Linked DNA regions of Gossypium arboreum: region 2 is linked to region 1. Evidence: chromatin contacts called from public Hi-C data. All regions are on one chromosome and are shown on one strand. The core of a region is the stretch at or near the end of the contact, and the rest is flanking DNA. Distances in the headings are between cores, read along the strand shown. Region 1 holds the start of LOC108456759 (subtilisin-like protease SBT1.3). Region 2 holds the start of LOC108452293 (protein PSK SIMULATOR 3-like).

Evidence for each region. A called contact is a pair of places that touch in the nucleus more often than the background predicts.
Region 2: a contact with region 1 is called in a Hi-C map of leaf, with 2.4 times the contacts expected there. The contact joins the promoter of LOC108452293 here to the promoter of LOC108456759 in region 1. A contact is called at or near these places in 2 of 5 Hi-C or Micro-C datasets (both in leaf).

What each region holds. Positions count from the first base shown.
Region 1 is chr9:40,021,698-40,028,898 of ASM2569848v2, reverse strand. LOC108456759 (subtilisin-like protease SBT1.3) reads left to right here and starts at 2,838. Exons shown (of 1, transcript XM_017755412.2): 1 at 2,838-6,353. The coding sequence starts at 3,965. The coding sequence ends at 6,301.
Region 2 is chr9:40,789,928-40,797,128 of ASM2569848v2, reverse strand. LOC108452293 (protein PSK SIMULATOR 3-like) reads left to right here and starts at 4,479. Exons shown (of 1, transcript XM_017750070.2): 1 at 4,479-6,234. The coding sequence starts at 4,654. The coding sequence ends at 6,006.

The DNA of each region.
Region 1 (7,201 bases), core at 1,589-4,088:
GAATTTTCAAAGTCACACAACTGCTGCTGTCCAACACTGTTTTACTACTAAAATTCACTCTTACATAATTTCACTTAATCCATTTTGTCTTATCGAAGTTCACTCAAATATCAAGCATATTGCTCAAAATTTTCTTAAACATATACCTGCACTTATTCATCATATAATCATGTTCACATATATTTTTACTTAATCGATTTTCCCATTGAACTCTTCGAAATAATAACTGATACTCAGTTGCCTGCACATATTTTCATACTTGTATCCAAAGCTATCTGGTACGCATAGTAGCCTGCACTTAGTACTACACATGCGACCAATTATCTGATACATGTAGTAGCCTGCACTTGGTACTACACACGTGACCTAACCATCTGATACACGTAGTAGCCTGCACTTAGTACTACACACGTGATCGAAGTTATCGGGTATGCATAGTAGCCTGCACTTAGTACTACACATGCGATCAATAATCTGGTACACATAGTAGCCTGCACTTAGTACTACACACGTGACCTCACAATAGATCATTCGTGTCATTTCTATTTCGAAGGCTCAACCGGGAAATTCCTCACTTTCCAACATGTTACAATTTATTCATAGTCCTTTCTCAATTTGCAATTTACAATAAATAATCATTCTATAGGAAGCCACATTTCATATGATAACAAAATATAATAAAATAAAAAGAATCGATAAATTATTTACATACAAACTTACCTCGGATCCAGAAATGGCAATTTACCATTCTAGTCCATAACCTTGTATTTTCCCGATTTAAGCCCAAATCTCGATTTCCTTGATCCATAATATCACATTTAGCCTACTAATTAGTCACACTATTCATATGGGTCTAAAAATTATATTTTTAAAAATTTTCATTTTGACCCCTAAATTTTGCATATTTGCACTTTTGCCCCAAGGTTTGGAAATTAAACTTCTTCCTATTTTCTTATGTTTTATGACATGCTGATAATTTTTCCCTTCTATGGCAACATCAAATTCTCACTCTAACATGTACTTATGAACATTAGGTATTTTTACTGATTATACCGTTTTACTTGTTTTTACATAAAATCACTTAGCAAAAGTTATTTAACACAATTTAAAGCTATATATTCTACCATTAAACATCAAAATACATGCATATCATTCATGGGTAATTTTTTAAACATAAATCCTAGCTCAAAATAATGGTAGAAATGAACAGATCATGTTACCAAGATTTCAAAAATACATAGAACATTAAAAACGGAGCTTAAAATCACTTACTATTAAGCTTGGAAGCTTGATCAAACCCACCATGGCTGCTTTTGGTACATTCTGCTGTAGCAAGAAGAAAGGGACACATTTGGAGTTTAAAATTTGTCTTTTAATTCATTTTATCCCTAAATAACCAAAATGCCCTTTTTACTATTCTTTCAAATTTTACCCAATCAAGGTTATTTTTTTCCAACAAGTTATACAATTATTTAATTATCATTTAAGGACCTCCCATTTAAAATTTCATAACAATTTGATACCTCTAACATGTAGAACTCAACTTTTGAACTTTTTACAATTTAGTCATTTTTACTAAATTGAGTTCCCAAACGTCGAACTTAATTTTCACGGAATCATTTCTTGAATTCGTAGACCATAAAAATATAATAAAAATAAAATTTTCCTCATCGGATTTGTGGTCCCGAAACCATTGTTCCGACTAAGCCCAAAATCAGGATGTTACAAATATAATTAGTATATATGGTCAAAAGGTTAAAAGTTAATGGTTTTGTCCTCGGGTCTTGGTTTGATTCCTCTCCCAATCACATTTGTATTTTTTATTTCATGTTATTTTAAGATTTTTTTAATTTTTAATTTTTAATTAATGTTTTTAACATATCAACTTCCTTGGTTAAAAATAATGATTTTATCCTTGAGTCACAGGTTCAATTCCTCCTCTTCTAAACACATTTTTAATTTTTATTTCAAGCTTTTTTATTTTTAATTAATAAATATATTTTTTCAATTTTTAATTCATCTTTCTAATTAATATCTCTTTTGTTTATAAAATCAAATAATTATTACAAATATTATTATTTTTAGTAAATATAATTTTGATATGTGTAATATTTATTTTAATCCATATCATAAGTGTAGTAAATTTTAGTATTATATAATTTTTATGTGTATTTAAAATATTTCACATAGTTATATGTGAAATAATTTTTCATCTTATAATATTAGAAATCACCAAACCCATAATATATGTAGAGAAAATAAATAGTTGACATACAAATATTATAAAGAAAAATATATAAAAAAATTAGCTGATATTTATATTATATATAAATGAGTTATTAATTTCAAATATCTTTAACATAATGATATATGTAAAATATATATTTTATTATATAATCATATATTTATCATTTGATTTTATGAATAAAAGAGAAATTAATTAAAAGATTAATTAAAAATAAAAATTGAAAACAAAATATTTATTAATTAAAATTAAAAATATGAAGTAAAAATTACAAATGTGTTTAGAAGAGGAGGAATTGAACTTGGGACTTAATGATAAAACTATTATTATTTAATCATTTAATCAAGGAAGCTAATATGTTAAAAATATTAATTATAAATAATAAAATATTAAAACAACTTAAAATAAAAAATATAAATGTGAATATAAAAGAATCAAACCCAAGACTTCAAGAACAAAACTATTAATATTTAATCATCTAACTAAAGATAGTAATTATATTAAAAAATAAAAAAATACAATTTAAATAGATAGCACGTTTAGGTAGATGCATTTTTCCATTACCTATACAAAAATACGTCCAATGGAAGTGTTTTCACACTCTTTCTAAAAATTAGTATATTTACTTAAAATAAAATAAAAAACTACTTATTTAACTAATAATTTTTTTTTGATATTATATGAGTACTTTATTACAACTTTTCTCTACCAATCAAATTTAAAAAATAGAAAAATGAAAATTGATGAATTGGATCACCACAATTTAGCCCAAAGAAAAACACAGTCAACCCCTCTCACAGGGTAGGAATGATTTCGAGGTATAGATAGACATAGTAACGGGCAACTTTAACTATTGCTGCCTCGATTTGAGGAAAATATCAAATCCAAGACAAAAATTTCAATTATACACTATGCCATACCATTATAAATATCCCCGTTCGCAATATCATCACCATTATTTGAATTTGCACTGCAACATTCGTCACCGTTAGTTATACCATCACCAATTCTTAATTACTAAAATAATTATTGGTTTCTCAATATGAAAAAGCTCGAGTGCATTTTCTTTTGAATATCAACCAAAAAGAAAGAAAAAACTAAAGATTTTGGAAGATGACGGGGAAACCAAAAAGGAAATTTTGGGCATTTTTAAAATGAGAAAGACGAACGTAATAACCCATTCTTTCTTACTCTGACAACGCCACAGATGCTTTACATGCATCATGTGATCGTGGGGGACCCGAAACTTGGCATACGGAAAGCACCAACGGCACAGCATTAAAAGAAATTGTGTATAATGTTAAAAGACCATTAATTCAGTCTCATCCAACCACGCTTAAAAGTCTTCATGCCTTTTCTCACCTCTGATTTCATCTAATGAAAAGCGGACAAGTTGAAGGATCACTCGTTGCTTGTGTGAGCTTTCATTATTTATTATTATGTTTTAGGTAACCATAGGAAGAAGCCATTAACAACAGCATGAAAAACAGCTAGTTTCTCCGCAAACAAGATAAACTTTTAAACTTTTTACCACTGCACCCCCAAAAGACCAGTTTTTAACTCCACCTACCAAGCATTCAAGAAGCACCAACCAACTTAATTACCAGCTTAACAAGACAGTACAGGTTTCTGGGATATTTGTAGTCTCTCAAGGACATCACCACCTCCACTCACCTTCCCATTTTTCTGTAGCACCCCCCAAAAAGCTTGTGCTTGGATATGGCTGAAAACCCAGTAAAATGGCTGTTTCTCATTCTAGCTAGCTGCCTGTGTTTCGCTTTCGTCCTGTCGGAAAGCAACTCATTAATAAAGAAGACCTACATCGTCCAAATGCACAAGTCTGGAATGCCAGCATCATTCTCCAGTCCTCTGGAATGGTACTCATCGAAATTAAAGTCGGTAATGTCCGATACCCAGAGTGAAGGTGAAGGAGATGGTGAAAATAGGATCATCTATAGCTACCAAAATGCTTTTCATGGTGTTGCCGCTCAGTTAACTGAAGAAGAAGCTGAGAGGCTAAAACAAGAAGATGGTGTAGTTGCTATACTTCCAGAGACCAAGTATGAATTACACACCACAAGGAGTCCTATGTTCCTTGGATTAGAACCAGAAGAAAGTACTAGCATCTGGTCTCAAAAACTTGCGGATCATGACGTCATAGTTGGGGTACTTGACACTGGAATTTGGCCGGAAAGTGCTAGCTTTAATGATACAGGGATGACACCCGTTCCTCCTCACTGGAAAGGAACATGTGAAACTGGACGAGGCTTTAAAAAGCATCACTGCAACAGGAAAATTGTGGGTGCAAGAGTATTCTACCGGGGATATGAAGCTGCCACTGGGAAAATCAATGAGAAAAACGAATATAAATCACCTCGAGATCAAGATGGACATGGTACTCACACAGCAGCCACTGTTGCTGGCTCTCCGGTACGAGGTGCAAATCTTCTTGGTTATGCCTATGGAACAGCTAGAGGAATGGCTCCTGGTGCAAGAATTGCAGCCTACAAGGTTTGCTGGACTGGTGGATGCTTCAGCTCGGATATTCTGTCAGCGGTTGATAGAGCGGTGGGTGATGGAGTGAATGTGTTGTCGATATCTTTGGGTGGTGGAGCTTCATCTTACTCTCACGACAGTTTGGCGATAGCAACTTTTGGAGCAATGGAGATGGGTGTTTTTGTCTCTTGCTCAGCTGGCAATGGAGGACCAGATCCTGTCAGCCTCACTAATGTATCACCATGGATCACTACAGTCGGTGCTAGCACCATGGATAGAGATTTTCCAGGTAATGTTAAGCTAGGGAGTGGGAGAACCATACCTGGAGTTTCACTCTACAAAGGGCGAAGGTTACTGCAGGCAAACAAGCAATACCCTCTTGTTTATATGGGTAGTAACTCAAGCAGCCCTAATCCAAGTTCATTATGCTTAGAGGGAACTTTGGATCCACATGTTGTTTCTGGGAAAATTGTGATATGTGATCGAGGAATAAGTCCTAGAGTGCAAAAGGGTCAAGTAGTGAAAGATGCTGGAGGAGTAGGAATGATTTTGACAAACACTGCAGCAAATGGGGAGGAGCTTGTTGCAGATTGTCACCTACTTCCAGCAGTTGCAGTGGGAGAGATGGAAGGGAAAGCAATCAAACATTATGCTTTAACAAATGGGAAACCAACCGCAACTCTAGCCTTTGTAGGTACCAGATTGGGTGTTAGGCCATCACCAGTGGTGGCAGCATTTTCATCTAGAGGACCAAATTTCCTCACACTTGAAATTCTCAAACCTGATGTGGTTGCGCCAGGGGTGAACATCCTTGCAGCCTGGACTGGAGAATTGGGTCCGTCAAGTCTTCCAACAGATCATAGGAGAGTGAGATTCAACATATTATCAGGGACTTCAATGTCATGCCCTCATGTTAGTGGAATTGCTGCCTTGATCAAGGCCAGACACCCAGATTGGAGTGCCGCAGCAGTTAAATCTGCTCTAATGACAACCGCTTATGTTCATGATAACATCCATAATCCACTCCAAGACTCTTCCACTGCAGCAGCTTCCACTCCCTATGATCATGGAGCTGGTCATATCAACCCTTTGAAAGCTCTAGACCCAGGTTTGATCTATGACATTTCAGCCCAGGATTACTTTGTATTCCTCTGCACACAGAAATTGACTGCAATGCAGCTAAAAGCTTTTAGCAAGCATTCCAATATGTCTTGCCATCACAACACCCTTGCCACTCCAGGAGATTTGAACTACCCAGCAATCTCAGTTGTCTTCCCAGAAGATACAGCCATTTCAACTTTGACTCTCCATAGAACAGTCACAAATGTTGGTCCTCCTGCTTCACATTACCATGTTGTAGTTTCACCATTTAAAGGCGTCACCATTAAAGTTGAGCCCAAAACTCTAAATTTCACTAGAAGAAACCAGAAACTGTCTTACAAGATCAGTTTCACAAGAAAATCCCCACAAACAATGCCTGAGTTTGGAGGGCTGGTGTGGAAGGACGGAGTGCACAAAGTAAGAAGCCCCATTGCTATCACATGGTTACCACCATTTTAAACTAGATTTTCAGTCACCTATGATTCCAAATAAACATTATGTTTTTATATAAGGTCAAGGGGATCTTTAATTTTATCTGCATTTCTTTCTGGTTTTTTCAACAATTTTGTAGCCTTCACATGATATAAGAGCAATTAAAAACCAATTGCTGTATGTTATTAACCATTTCAGTCTCCTTCGTTAACAGAAAAAACCATTTCAACCATTTCGGAATACCAAGCCAGCGTAAATAAACAGAGAAAAGTATCTACTTTTATAGATGTGGTTAAGCATTTATATACTATGAGACAGTAAGTGTAATTGCTTTTCATCTGTTCGTAGCATCACAATGCACAACCAATGAGTTAGCACTGAAGATTCGGTATCCATATGCATCAGTTATCAGTTGTCACTTTAATTTATATATAGAGAGAGAGTTCCACTTTTATAAAAACGAAAGTTCGATTTAAATAAACTTACTTGATCGGTTGTCACTTTAATTTCTCAAACCAAACAAGCAAACATTAATATAACCCTAAGTTTAAACCGAATACATATTGGTAGCCCAATTCAATTAATTTAAACCCATACAAAACTAAAAGTCCAACCCATTGAACAAATCCAATTGTATCTATATGTATACCCAAGCACAAACAAAGCGGGCAATGGTATTCTATATTTCAGGGCGCATTCGTGGGTAATTGGTGGCATAGTTCACCCAAGTGATATTAGTGTGACTATTACATATATAACTAAAAAGTGATTTCTTTTTCCTTACAAGTGTATGTAATTGTGTTGTTCATTGATAAACGAAGATGAATACTTATGAAATGTTAATGAAATAGCTCAATAAGCACTTAAAAGTGATTCTTTATATATATATATATATATATATATATATACCACAAATGCACAAACTAT
Region 2 (7,201 bases), core at 3,230-5,729, 770 kb before region 1:
TTGCTTCCTCTTCTTCTTTGGTTTACTTGATTGCTTCTTCCACCCACAGTTGAGCTTCTTGTATTCAATGACCACTGTAAGTTCTTTACAAATTAAATTCTTTGATTTTGTTTTACTGTTATTGAAATTAATATTGAAGAAATGTGACCCTTTTACTATAATTTGAAGATATGTAACACTTTAATATCTTGCAGTAATGGCTCGTCAGCCTTTAATTGTACAAAGTGAGAGGCGTAAAAGAATTGGTCTTGCTATTACAATATGGTTGCAAATGTGTACAGTTGCGAGTTGGTTCTTAGTTGCATTGGGTGCCATCCATAGCCTAGATACTTATAGACCAAGGATTAGATCCTATGTTTTAGATTTTTATGCAAAATGAGATTATGTGAAAAAACTTGTATATGGTAGTGACGAGACCTGTATTGAACAAGTTAGGATGAATAGAATTACCTTTTTTAAATTATGTGAGATGTTACAAACTTTAGGGGGATTGAAGTCGTCAAGGAACATGCTTATTGATGAGCAAGTGACAATGTTTTTACATATCATTTCTCATCACCTTAAAAATAGAGTTATCAAGCGTCACTTTAATAGGTCTGGGGAAACTGTTAGCAGATCATTTCACAATGTTTTAAATGCTATCATACGCTTACAAGATGTGTTATTTAAAAAGGCAGAGCCAATTATAGCTAATTCTACAGACCCAATGTGGAAATGGTTTAAGGTATTGGAGTTAGTTCTATATATAGCTCGTACATAATTTAGTCCATTTACATTTAAATATAGTATCCTAACTCAAGGTTTTATATATGTGATGTAGAATTGCTTAGGTGCTTTAGATGGAACCCATATCAAGATTAGGGTTCCAACAGTTGATAAATCTAGATATCGAACGCGAAAAGGTGACATAGCAACAAATATGTTAGGTGTTTGTACACCTGATATACATTTTGTTTATATTCTTCCTAGTTGGGAAGGTTTTTTTGCTGATGGACGAGTTCTTCGAGATGCCATTAGTAGGAAACATGGATTAAAAGTTCCTCATGATAAAGTGCAAAATTAGAGGAATTTGAATTAATTTTTAAGATCATACTTTTTTAGGAAATTAACCATGACAAATAGTTTCTTTTTATAGGTTATTATTATCTAGTTGATACTGGATACACAAATTGTGAGGGATTTCTTGTGCCTTTTAGAGGACCAAGATATCATTTGAATGAGTGGCGTCAAGGTTACCAGCCAAGTACTCTGGAAGAATTTTTCAATATGAAACATGCTTCAGCGCGTAATGTTATTGAAAGATGTTTTGGGTTATTAAAACTTAGATGGGGAATACTTAGGAGTCCATAATTCTATCTTGTAAGGGTGCATAATAGAATCATTATTGCATGTTGTTTGCTCCATAATTTTATTCGAATCTATATGAGTCTTGATCTTATTGAAGTGGAGTTGGGAAAAGGATTACCTAGTAATGTGTTAGATGATGATGAACCGAATATCGTAAATATTCATCCATCGGATGCAAGGGCTACTTGGAGGATGGACCTAGCCAACCAAATGTTTGATGAATGGCAAACATCTAGAAATTAGTTAGGTTTAGGGTAAAAATAGTAAACGTTAAATTGTTTCTGTTATTTCATATATCTAGTTCATGAAACTTTGGTGGTGTTTGAATTATTTTTTTGTATTGTACTAGACTTGTTGAATGATAATTTATTTTCTTTTGATTCATCATGTGTTATAATTTTATAAAGTGTTGATCTTTTGATGCATAATATTGAACTTAATTTTAATTTGCATTTTTTTCTTAAGGTAGTTATGTCAGGTTTTTCACAATCAAGTGTTTCTTCCTAAAATTCTTGAGGAACCAAAAGGAAATGGGTTCTAGAAGAAGATGCTGTGTTGGTTGCTTGTATGGTCGACCTGCACAATGTTGGAACCTTTAATGCAGATACGGGATTCAAAGCTGGTTATTTAAATGAGTTGGAAAAAATGTTAGAAAAAGTTTTACCCCATGCCATGTTGAAGGCTAAACCTAATCTTGAATCGAGGATTAGGACATTGAAAAGGTATTGGTCAATCGTTTATGACATGCTTAGTGAAAAAAACAATAACGGCTTTGGTTGGGATGAGCATAGGTAGCTTGTTGTTGTTGAAGATGCGGTGTGGAACTCATATATAAATGTAAGAATTATTTCAATTCTTTATTATCTTATTTTGACCAAACTTATATCTAATATGAATTCCTCATTTTTATAGAGTCATAAAGAAGCTGCTCAATTCAAACATCAGAGTTTCCCTTATTATGACCAACTTACTGCCATCTACGCAAAAGATCGAGCCACTAGAAAAGATGCTCAAACAGCCGCTGATATTATTGAAGAAATAGATGTTGAGGATGTGGCTACTACAAATACTCATGAAGAAAGAAACGATTTCCATTGATGCGAAAATGATGTCTCTTTGGATGACATGGATCTTTCAGCTACACAACCGCAACTAGCTAAAAACCAAGGTGATTCCACATTTTCAAAGAAGATAAAAAGGATTTCTGATGCAAGTGATTATTCTACTTCATTTAATGATGCTGCCACTTTATTGGCGGAAAATATATAGACCGTTGGCCTTGAAATCTGTAAGTATATTGCCTTTGAAGTGCTAATTCAACAAAAGTCAGAAATGACCATTCAAAAAAAGTGCACTGAAATTATATCCAACATTACGTGAAGTAGAAGGTTTAACTGAGGATGAGCATTATCGAGCATTGAACAAAATTCCAGATCATCCAACACAAATGCTCATTTTCTTTAGTTTACCTTCTACTGTGCGATTGGAATAGGTCAGAAGATTTCTTGCTGTCCATTAAAAATCATGGTTGTATTGATGATATTTTGGTAACTTTTTGTGTTTGTAATATTTGGATGGTATAATGACATGATAGGATGTCATTACAATGTTGCAACTTTTGATGTTATAAAATTTTAAAACATATGGATTATGACATATAAACTAATGAAATCATGTAACTTTTTGTTAATATATGAATATTATGCTTGGATGTGAAATATAATTCTCAAGTTATTTATTACTTCAATATTTTATTTTTATTGTAGAATAATTAAATTATTTATTTCACTAATGATGTTTTAGCACATTAAATATGTATTGCGTTTAAAAATAATAAAGTAGATTATATATATTTTTATAGTATTATATATTTTAATTTTTTAATTCATATAATAATTATATTAAGAATGTTATTAATTTATATTTTTATTAAATTATATTTAATAATAATTATGTTAAAATATGGTTAAATTATTTATTATTTTATTAAATTATTTTCAATAATAATCTTATTAAAATTAATAATAATAACAATAATCATCTGCCTAAAAAAATTCCGCTAAGGGTATTATGGTCATTTTAGTTTTTTTCCTTATGCTATTACAACATCATACCATTCAACCAAACACAAGAATACTATTACAGCTCTATTTCATTCCATTCAACTAAACAGTTGAATTACTGATTACAACTCTATTTTATTACAGTTCTATTCAATTACAATTCTATTCTATTATAGTGAATCAAACGTATCCTGAATATCAATCAAAATATGAAGAGGATAAATATGGACTTTCGTCATTGTAGAAAAAAACAGACCAGAAAAGGAAGTAAAGTTTCTTTTACCAAACACAAGTGAAATGATCAGATATTGTCACTGTTATAAGAGTTTAGAGTGGTGGTCTAACTGAAAATTATAGTTGAACCCATTAATTCATTAATTTTCGGTTTAATGTGTTGTACCATCAATTTAATATTAATCAGATAAAAATAAATAAATTTATAAAAATAACAAAAATACAAAAAAATCATAATTAACTGAATTGATTAAATTGTTATTATCAATTTTATCGATTTACAATAATTCATATCAGTCCAACTCATTGAGTCATCAATTTTAATAACATCTAACTTTAGATCATTTTATTTGATTAAATGAATCAAAAGAAAAAGAAAACCACAAAATATTTTTTCCCCTTTGTATTACAAATATTGAAACCATTAAATATGCCCCACTCGCTTTTAAAGTCATTGTTTTTCAAATCCAAAAAAGACAAATAAACAATCCGGTTACTCCATCGATCACGCGCTGCTCTGCATCTATTTGAAATGGAACTCTTCTCCAAGCTCTCTTTTATTTTTATTTATTTATAGGTATATCATATTAGTTACTCAATTATAGTTTTGTTTGTTTTGTGGTCATTTAATCATAAAAATTATTTAACTATTTAATTTTATTTTTTATCACTCAAATTATCTTTTATTTTTAAAGTTTCATTTTTTAACAATTGACTGGTGATTAAAGAAAAAATAAATAATTAAAAGTTATTTTATAGCTTTTATAATTGGGCAAAAAAATTGTAGTTTCCTTTGTTTATTTAATTTTGAAAAATGGAACAATTTATAATGGAGTTGCTATTTCTATAATGGGCTCAATCAACATCCCACGAGCTTCAAATCTGCAAAAATTTTCAACTCCTCCCATTTCATTCACTATCTCTTTTATCTCTGCAAACTTCCACTCTTCAATTATTTCTCTTTGCATTCCATTTGTTTCAGTGGATCCATTCCTTTCTTCTTTGCCTCATGGCTCTTGAAACATGGCTCATAAAACTCAAAAAAACCATATCCAACACCCTTGATACTGCAAGATCTTCAAATCATAAAGCCAACGTTGGGGTTTTATCCTTTGAAATCGCTGGACTTATGTCAAAGCTTCTACAGCTCTGGAATTGTCTTTCAGATACGACTATAATTCGTCTTCGTGATGAATCTTTATCTCTCGAAGGAGTCCACAAGATTGTTTCTAACGATGAGTCTTTCCTGTTAGGGTTGGCGTGTGCTGAAATGGCTGAAATTATAAGGGTAGTAGCAAAATCCATTTCCAGGATAAGCAAAAGGTGCCAAGACTCGGATCTTCAAGGTTTCGATGGGTGGTTCGATGAGTTCGCTAACTCGGGTCATGATAGATATGGCTGGGTTCTGAGTTCTAAAGATATGGAAGCTAAAAGAAAGAAGATGGACAAGTACGTCACCATTACGGCAACTTTGTATAAAGAAATGGAGGAGTTATCTACAATTGAGAACTGCTTGAGAAAGTGTAAAGAATATAAACCATCTTCAATCAAAGAACAAAAGATTGTTGATCTGCAAACAAAGCTTTTTTGGCAAAGACAAGAAGTTAAGTATTTGAAAGAGAGATGTTTATGGAACAAAAGCTTTGACATGGTTGTTTCCATACTTGTGAGATCGATTTTCACTATTTTAGCAAGGTTGAAGCTTGTTTTTTTCGGGTTTGAGTTTGGGTATCCTTCTTGTTTACCACGAAGTCTCTCAGCTTCTGCGACTGTCCATCCAACTCAAAACCCCGACACTTTTCACTTTGTATCAGGTCCATTGAAGACTTCTTCGAAGCCGGTAAGTTTTTTCGAGTCGAACTCGAAGCTTTTAAAGCCTCCATCAAGTACGTTAGGGGCGGCGGCTTTAGCTCTACACTATGCGAATTTGATTATCATTATGGAGAAGATGATCAAGTCACCACAATTAGTAGGCATTGATGCAAGAGACGATCTTTATTCCATGCTTCCTAGCAGTATTAGTTCGTGTTTAAGGGGTAGATTAAAAGGAATAGGGTTGTCATCAGCGAGTGATCCAGTCCTTGCTGGAGAATGGAGAACAGCTGTGAGAAGCATATTGGGTTGGTTATCGCCATTGGCACACAACACGATCAAATGGCAAAGTGAAAGGAGCTTTGAGCACCAGAATTTGTTGCCCAAAACAAATGTTATTCTTCTTTTCCGAACTCTTTTCTTTGCGAATAAAGAAAAGACCGAAGCAGCTATCACCGAGCTGCTTGTGGGGTTGAATTATATTTGGAGATTCGAAAGGGAAATGACTGCAAAAGCCTTTTTCCACTGCACGAACTTTAATGACATTTAATTTTGTTTTCTGCAACTTCTATACTACTATCATGTTTTTTTGTTTAGATTGAACTGAGTTTCAGATCTTTAAAGGTTTTGTCTTCAATTCTAATCCCTTATTTGTATATGGTATAGCATAGATGTATGTAAACGATATGAACCGAGTAGAATCTCAAATATTGGATGGACTTGAAATTTCATGCATATTCATGGCAATAAGGTGAAGCATTTGTATTGGGAATCCAAATTGATTTTCGCTTTCTTTACTCTAAAAATTGATATATTAGTCCTCAATATTAGATCAAAAAATAAAATGTTCATTTCTTTTAAAAATTTCATTCCTTTGTAGTTTTAAAAGATAGTGTAATTAACAGAATAATTAGACAGTGATATATAGTATGTCACAGTATACCATATTTTGATGTACAAAGACCAATTTTCTAATATAAAAATAAATAAAATTTTTAATAGGAGGATCAATTTACTCTTTATCTAACATATAATGACTAAATTTTTTTTAGCATAAAACCAAAATACAATCCCAACTTCTAATATAGCATAATACATTATACTTTTACCATTATTATATATAATCATGTGAAAATATCCTTTTATTGTGTTACTTTGATTTTTTGGGTTATTAGAATCACACCAGTGGATCCAGATTCATTAGCTCATAATTTAAAGGTTTGATTACTTGATTTTATGAAATGGTTTTTAAAATAGTTGTTCGCCGATAGGAGCGGCCGAGCAGGCTAGCTGTCCGTAGTTCAATTTTTCCAATTGAGGTTCATGGACCCCGCTTAGTAAAATACATACATATATTTTTAAATATATATATATGTCATGGAATATCTGCTTGTTGTGATTTATTAAGTGAGAGGATGATATAAACGTTAGTAAAACCAATTAAAATCTTAATGTACAGCAATATAAATTTCTTGGTTCTGTGTAGGAGTACAAGCTAAATTGTCTTTTAAGGCAGAAGGGGAAGGAATAAGTTAACAACATCAAGCTTAGCATAGTAGATAAAAGTGGTAAAAGAATGGCAGAGGTATTTATACTAAAAGTTGAATTATATTTTAATTTTTATATTAAAAAATGAGTAAATCAATCCTTATACGTTACATTAAAAAGAAAACTAGTCTTTTTATTAAATTTTTTTATCTATTTTTACAATTAAAACCGGCTCCCTATACATTAACAAGAAGTAC